Regions from separate parts of the Zea mays genome. Here region 1 is linked to region 2. Evidence: chromatin contacts called from public Hi-C data. All regions are on one chromosome and are shown on one strand. The core of a region is the stretch at or near the end of the contact, and the rest is flanking DNA. Distances in the headings are between cores, read along the strand shown.

Region 1 (4,007 bases), core at 1,256-3,755, 150 kb after region 2:
CGAAGTCGAAGCTAAAAGGGGATAATTCTTCAAACAACGCTTATAATCATCTTTTATTATCACCCCCTAGTTCCCTACCAATTTTTTTGATGGAATTTCAGCAAATCGTCGGATATATTGAAGTGCTTTGTCATGTTCCATCGCATCCCATGTATCACGTCTTCTCCCGTAAAGAGGTGTGCAAGCAACTGATTGTTGGTATAACTTAGTTGGAGTGTGCCATTTATACATGCAGCCCGGCACGGACACAGCTGGGCACGACACGACAGTGGCGTGCTCAGGCACGGCACGACAGTGTCACGGGCCGGGCCGGGCTGGCACGTGGGCCCAAATCCCTGCCCAGGCACGGCACACCTAATGCTAATCGGGCCGGGGGCATGGTTGGTGCAGTGCCGGGCTCGGGCCCAGTTACATAATACACATAATTCATCAAAGTTAACAGAAAACAAGGCAAATAGGCTACAGAATAGTCTTTAAATGGTTTGGAGTTTTAGTGCAATGCTGCCTCATTAAAAACCTTCCTAGTTAAAAACTCACACTTCATGAGAAAACCCTAGAAAGGAAAAGAGTACAACCATCTCCTTAAAGTATTTACAAGTTCATAGTTCAATGTTGAGTCCACAGTCCAACATATTACAGATAAGAGAAATAGAGAACATAAATAGGTAGAAACAGAGATAATAAGTTCATAGTTCAGTCCTTCTTGAACTCTGTGGTGCTGCTTCCTTTCTTACGACGCCTTACTTACGCGGTTAACGGGCCGGCGTCGTGCCGCGGCTTACGTGGGCCGTGCTCGTGCCTGCACCACGGGCCCACTTGGCAGCCCAAGCACGGCACGTGCACCGGGCCGGGCCGGGCTGGCACGGGCACGCCGGCCGTCGTGCCGGGTCGTGCCTTTCGCGTGCTTGGGCATGCCGGGCGCCGAGCTGCACCTAGGGCCGGCCCGTTTTGGACATGTATAGTGTCATTAGTGATTGGATCAAAGTTAATTATTGACTCCCTCTGAGTGTACGAATAAATATTTATAATAGATAGTTGAGAGCTTCGTCCCCATCCACCAATTGGAATTCTTGTCTTGCTATATGGTCCCCACGAGCAACTAGTTTGCACTGACGGCTATAATCTTCTTTCATTTTGGATAAAATTCGGTGTTCTAGTTTTATTTCGTTGACCAACCAATCGAGTGATTAACGCAACAAGCAGTTAGATAACATGTTGACAAATACCTCCATCCTAGAACAAAATTCGTTTTATCTTTTTAGTTGTTTCATACAATAAATAATATACTCATCTTATTTAAATTTTTATAAAAAAATCAAAGTCAAAATTAAAGTATATATTATATGCTAAACAATACTACGGTAAAAAATTATAATAATTATGATTTTTTAATAAGAAGAGTCGGTCAAATTTATGATAAAAAGTTAAATAAATTATAAATTGAAACAGAGAGAGTATTTATTGTAAATATGTGACTAGATTTATTACCATCCATTTAAACGTATATATAAAAAACAAGAGTTAAAATGTCTAATGTGAGAGTATATTTTACTCACAACAAATGAATTGAACCGAACAATAGGCATTACACGAAGGAGCAAACCAACTAAAACCAGGAACAACCTATGGAACTAAATAAGCTCGTCATCGAAGAATTCCATCTCACGTGTAGTAGGTTCCAAAATCTAAGCCACGATTCATTTACATCTCGATCCGAACCACAATCTGTGCACGCCACGCACGCTATACGAGCAGGTTGAGCAGCTGAGGCCCGGAGCCGCGACCACCGCCCGACTGCCGTGAACCTGCTTGGCTGCCATCGTCGTCGTCCAACGGCGGCAGGTTGAGGTCGGGCATGTCCCGGTCCGGCTGGGCGGGGCCGTCGCCGTCGTCGTCGTGCGCGGCCGGTGGCGGCGGGCCCTCGCCCCTGTGGCGGCGCATGTGGCCGCCGAGCGCCTGGCCCATGGAGAACTCGAGGCCGCAGACGGCGCACTCGTGCACCCGCGCCGCCGGCCTGTCGTCGTACCGCTCGGCCGGGTCGCCGACGAGCGTCCGCGCCTGCAGCCGCGTGTGGCTGGTGCGGTGCCCGCCCAGCGCCTGGAACGACGGGAACCGCTTGCTGCACGTCTTGCACTCGAACGCGCCCTCCGCCGCCGCGGCCGTGCCGGTGCCGGTGCCGGTGCCGGTGCCGCCCGTCGTCGTCGACGACAGCGTGAGCAGCGCGGCCTCGGAGTGCGCACGGAGGCCCTCCATCTCCTTGCTCTCTCCCGAGTCGTGTCTCGTAAGCGTCATGACCATCGAGAGAGATCGACGGAAGTTTGCTGACTCTCCTCTCCTTTATAATATTATTATACTACTGTGTATATATAGCTAGGAGTATATCATTAAGCAGCGAGCTGAAATTCCACACTCACGCGCACGTACGTGTTCAAATATAATAGTATAAACCGGGCCGAGCGCGCTTGCTTGTGGTTGTGGCCTGTGGGTGGGAGTTTGTGTGTGTGCGCAGTGCGCTGACTGGGGCAGGCGTATCTCAACTGTGATGGGAATGGAAGAGGCGTTCACGTCTGCGAACCGGTCGGCCAGGCCATCAGCTGAGCTGAGCTCTGCTTGGATGGAGGTGACGAGAGGCTTGGACACGAAGAAACGTGACGCGGTCGCACTCGTCGTGCATACCACCACACTTGGTCGCCACCCGCAGCGCCGCGCGCGCATCGGATCGGATCGGATCGGATCGGAACACGTGGTTAATTAGGCGCTTTTCGGCGGACAACTCGCTCGTTCAGACGGCTCTCCATGACGATCATCCTGCGCGAACGGACACGGGCGGGAACGTTTCATGCATGTGACGTCTCCTTACCCTGGTAGTTTGGTGAAGTAGTAGGCAACATGTATACCACTCCGCACACTCGCGTATAGATATAGACAGGGGTGGTAATTTCTGCACGCACGATTCGATTAAGCTCTTAAATTGATTTTGATTCAAAAATTATAGTGTAAAATTTAGTAGATGATCGATCGGGTGCGTGTTCATCATCGAGAGTCATCGCGACCCACGCGTACATTCGTACGAAGCCTGTACACATGCTTATCCATTCTAATTGACTACTACTCATTATTCCGTGCGCGTAACACGTGCATATCTTGACGAATAATCCAAAGGCCGGCGGCGGACGTGACGTGAGCTGTGATGCACGGATGCGCGAAGCAGGCGAGAGGCCAAGCAACAGGCGCCGCCGACGAGCCGTCGCTTGCTTGGCCTGTGCGCGCGGCAGCTGACAGATAGACTTGTAAAAGCCGACGCCGTCGACGCGGAATTCCGGGCTCGCCTTCGCCTCTCGGTCTCGGTCTCTGTCTCGGTCTCGGCTAGCTTAAGCTTAAGCTTCGTGTGGCTGACGTTTTTTTTCTCGCTGGGTTACCGTCGTGTGCGCTTTTCTTGGGCTGGAAGCTGAGTACAATTCCCCGCAGCGATTTCTTGGAGGGAGTGTCCTCTCTGGCTGGTCCGAGAGGTTTCTTGGTCAGAACTCAGAACGCACAGAATCTGGATTCTGGACGATAGCAGAGCCAGGCACTGGTACGCGAGTCAACTTGGGCTTTCGTCTGTACAGTAGATTTTTGATGTGGACTTGTACACGTCCTCATTAGAGCATGTCCAAATGAATGTGTAAACTAACCCTAAAACAAATATTAGTAAAAATTAGTGTTTTTTCTTATTCCAACAGCTTCCTCAATTTTCTCCTAAAAAATTCGCGTTCCGCATCTACAGCCTCCTCTCTATAGGTGTACATTCGGGCCGCCCGGCCCGGCCCGGCCCAAGCCCAAAAAGGCCCGTATTGTTTGAATTTCGGGCCGATCCGACCCGTTTGAATTTCGGGCCGTGCCGGGCCGGCCCATGGGCCTAGCCTTCGGCCCACGGCCCGGCCCGTAATTGCTTAAACTTGCCGGGCTCATTTCGGGCGGCCCGAAATTATAAAAGCCCGAAATTCAATTTTTGGCCCGAAATTCAC
Region 2 (4,277 bases), core at 92-2,591:
TGAAGGGATTGTAATATGCAGGCCGTTCCTGACTTTTTAGGGCACAATTATTCGTGATTGAAGTAAGCACATCGATACTGAATTCCATTTTTTGTGAATGTGTGGAGAACGGAGAACAGGAAGACATGCATGGCTCATGTGAGTGCTAAAGAACAACTATAGGATATTTTGACGAAGTCACTCTGGCACGCATGTTTTGTTGATATTCATGGCAAGATTGGGTATCGTCAAAGGTCAAATAACCGATACATGATTAGGAGAATAATTGATTACTTTTTAGTCTTAGCTAATTGATAGCTAACTAGATACTTTCTTTTTTTCTAATTGATCGAGATTGGCATAATTTTTTTTGCGGTTGTGAGCCTTTGTAATTGTATGTTTAAGCAGATCAACAAAATACAGAAAGACAACAGTGTGGTTTGGTAGCAATAAAACTCGTGTGTTCTTCTAGTGTTCTATTGAGTTTTGTGAGACGTTTGAGAGATAGGGATCATCTGAACTAGATTCACTAACAAAAATCTAAAATCCCAAACAAATAAGTAAAACAACAGAATAGATCCTTGAAATTCTCGTACCTTAGATACTAATGAGTGTTGTCATCTATATAAGCTACCATACTCTTATGTAATCTATAGTTAACTGTCATAATCGTCAGATCCGCACCGGCTTTTATACAGGTTATAGTTGGAATCAGATTTTGAGGAATGTACTGTGCTTGTTTGTTCTTGCTTGCCATGATACGCATTTTGCCACGTTGCTTTTATGATCTGGTCAAGGTTTTTTCTAGAGACATGATCGCACCACCTTTACTGTTCCTTGTGCATGTTAAAGTCTTGTCCGATTGCGTCCAGTTCGAAGAGGGTTGAGAGAGCTAAATCTCATTCTGTTTAATTTTGACTAGTAGGGATTTAATCTCCTTTATTTCTCTTTTGACTCATATGACGAGAGCATTCTTTTTTTTCTAGATAAACGGGATATAGAGGCCAGGTGGGTTCCCATGTAGATTGTATCAGCATATCTAAAAGATGATATAAGCAACAAAAGATCTGTGGAGAGCACTGGTCCATCCCTAGCTTTAGAGCCTAAAATGACGAGTCGGAGCACCGATGAGAAGAACCGAGGACTCACGTGACGAGACCAACATCGTGGTACAAACGCCTGGCGGGCTGGGAGCTGGCGTAGTTGCTACAGCCCAGGGGCACGTACATTAATTCCCACCGCTCTACCGTCTACCTCATTTCACGTTCAGACACCAAAGAAAACCTCAAGCAACGAAACCGTAAACCTCCGAAGAGGAAAGGTGAGGGCGAGAAAAGACCAAAATATTCCCCTCTCATCAGGCAACCGCAACCCCCGTCCCTCTTCCGTCCGTCGTCATCTACCTCACTACCTGCTCCTCACTCCCCGCTCCACTGGCGAGATGGGGAGAGGCTTGGGCGCCGCTCCCGTCTCGCCGCGCCTCGCTAGTCTCGGGGCAGCTGCGCTGGCGCTGCTCGTGGCGGCGGCGCTGCCTTCCCCAGCAGCTGGGGCTGGGCTCAACGCGACGGCGGTGCTCTCGGCGTTCCCCAACTTCGCCGACTTCGCGCGGCTGCTGGCATCCACTCCCGTGGCCAGCGAGCTGGCCGGGAGGTCGTCCCTGACGCTCCTGGCCGTGCCGAACGCCAACCTGCCGCAGTCACCCTCGGCTTTCGTAGCCGGCGCCGACATCGCCGACGTGCTGAGGTACCACGTCCTGCTGGAGTACCTCTCCCCGTCCGACCTCGCCCGCCTCCCTCCCTCCGGGAAGCTCGTGACGACGCTGTTCCAGACCACGGGCCGCGCGCCCTCCGACTTCGGCGCCGTCAACCTCACCGTGGGGCCCAACTCCACCGTCGTGGTCCGCTCGCCGGCGCCGTCCCCGGGATCGAGCGCCACGGTCCTCGGCGCCGTGACCGCGGTCCCGTACAATCTCAGCGTGCTCGCGGTGGGTGGCCTTATCGTACCCTCCGGATTCGACCTCGCGGCCTCCGAGAGCCGCCCGCCACCGCCGGTGAACATCACCCGGGTTCTCACCGACGCGCGTGGGTTCTACGTGGCGGCCTCCATGCTGCAGGCTTCCGGTGTAGCGAGCGAGTTTGAGGCCGACGAGCGCGGTGCTGGCATCACCGTCTTCGTCCCCACCGACGACGCCTTTGCCGGCCTCCCCGCCACCGACCGCCTCCAGTCACTACCCGCTGAGCGCAAGGCCGTCGTGCTCCGCTTCCATGTGCTGCACTCTTACTACCCGCTGGGCTCCCTCGAGTCCATCGTGAACCCTGTCCAACCCACTCTCGCCACAGAGCACACCGAGGCTGGCCACTTCACCCTAAACATAACCCGCGTCAATGGCTCCATTGCCATTGACACGGGCATCGTGCAGGCATCCATCACCCGCACAGTGTTCGACCAGAATCCTGTGGCGGTCTTTGCCGTCTCCAAGGTTCTACTGCCCAAGGAAATGTTCAGCCGGGGCGATTCTGGCAGCACCGCCATGGTACCACCTTCGGTTGCGATGGCGCCCGGCGACGCCGGGACCGAGCAGACACCACAGACGAGGCTCTCATCCCCGCCTGATCTCCACGGGGAAGATAGCGAGTCGTCAGCTGCTTTGGCGACAGCAAAGGGGACTTCTTGGTGGTGTGTAGGACTCATGTATCTGCATCTATTACTATCTCTGGTATGAGATTCTGGTCGTGCTTGTTGCTTTCTTGCTTCCTTGTGCTCAGTTTTTGTATTACTTACTGTCTAGAACGTCTACACCGGGAGGGAGGGATTGGGGAGAGAATTTCGTAGATTTAAAGTAGCAAAAAAAATTAGTTGCTTCACCTGATTATTCTAATTTCTTTCCATTTTGTCATGTGGCAAAGGGAAATAATGTCATGTGTACAAATCTATGCAGTCCTTTTGCTCTACAATGAATAGTATTTTCTGTTTTGGCCATCCTTCTCTTTTTATTTGTGCTTGAACTCAATTTTGGAGGTTGATTTTGCATCAGATTAGATCTAAAGGAGTGAATTCGATATAGCCAGATTAGATCTGTATAGGTAGTTGCTATCTCACTTCTGCACAGGCTGAGTTTTTCAATCTTGCAATGCTGTTATGGTATGAGTACTCATGATAGAACGAAGTTACCCTAATATGTTAGAATTAGATCACTTGACTATTTTGACTCTAGCGGCAGAACTCAGATATCATGAATGACAAGTTGGTTGTCAGCTGAGGTCCAAAGTGTAAAAGCTTTTTTATGGGAACTTATTGGCAGCAGACACCTCTGGGCTCTGACTACCAAAGAAATCTGGTGGTGTAAATTCCATAGTCATGTCGAGCACTCTAGGTGGATTCACTGAATCTCATCTCAAGATCCAGCAATTTATTAGTGTCTTGGTTATTACTTGTTTGAGTTATATGATAAAATGTTGTTTGACTAGCAACACATTGTGAAGTTGGGAATAAAAACTAATTTTCTTTGTTTGGAGATTATAAACATCTAGTGGTTGATCATAAAATAGCCAATAGGGCAATAAGCTGTACCGATGTAGTACCTACTACCAATCAAATATCCGTAGTACCACATACAGAGGGAGAGAATATCAGAATGAGAAATGCTTGTCATTGCTGAATGTTACGACTGATATGCCTGGCATTCTGTCTGTGGTGCTCCAGTGTTCAGCACGAGCACTTGTTTTCTTTGCAGGGCCACTAGCAATGCGTGATATTTCGTTTGTAGTTTCCCTGGAGAGGTGGCCCATGTTTTAGTTGATTAGTTAGTGGGCCTGTTCTGTCATGTGCAGCTCTTCCGTACTTTGCAGGAGTCATGACCTCGTGGGACCCAACCCTGAGATGAGATGTTGGGGAATGACTGATGGCTGACCACATTTGACCCATCCTTTGCAAACATGAGTTTGATCTGTTAGAGCTATAGATACTTATGATAGATATAAAGATAGAATCCTAGATATATAGTTGGTTAGACCTAGTACAACTTAAGTAACAAAGTCATATTGGGACATGTATTAATTGTGCTGAATATATAATGAACATGGGCAGCAACCTAAGGGCTTAAGGTCTTAAGCCGTTCCCATTATTTCCACACGATCAGCCAGCATTGCTGCATAATGAGATTTATGGCACAATTTGGAACAGCTGAAAACTGACTAAAACCTGATTTAGAGTCCAAAGTACAATTCAGTGCGGCACCCCTCTTTGCCACTCGAAAAAGGCGAGCAGAATAGCAGATATTTTGAGGTATTGGGTACCAT

Evidence for each region. Hi-C and Micro-C count contacts between places; a contact is called where the count stands out from the background.
Region 1: a Hi-C map of leaf shows a contact between it and region 2, with 2.0 times the contacts expected there. The contact joins the promoter of LOC103637538 here to the promoter of LOC100193769 in region 2. A contact is called at or near these places in 2 of 25 Hi-C or Micro-C datasets (both in leaf).

Annotation. Positions count from the first base shown.
Region 1 is chr8:175,562,769-175,566,775 of Zm-B73-REFERENCE-NAM-5.0, forward strand. LOC103637538 (zinc finger protein ZAT8) reads right to left here and starts at 2,506. Exons shown (of 1, transcript XM_008659704.4): 1 at 1,477-2,506. The coding sequence starts at 2,298. The coding sequence ends at 1,744.
Region 2 is chr8:175,418,018-175,422,294 of Zm-B73-REFERENCE-NAM-5.0, forward strand. LOC100193769 (Fasciclin-like arabinogalactan protein 4) reads left to right here and starts at 1,342. Exons shown (of 1, transcript NM_001138855.1): 1 at 1,342-2,957. The coding sequence starts at 1,421. The coding sequence ends at 2,701.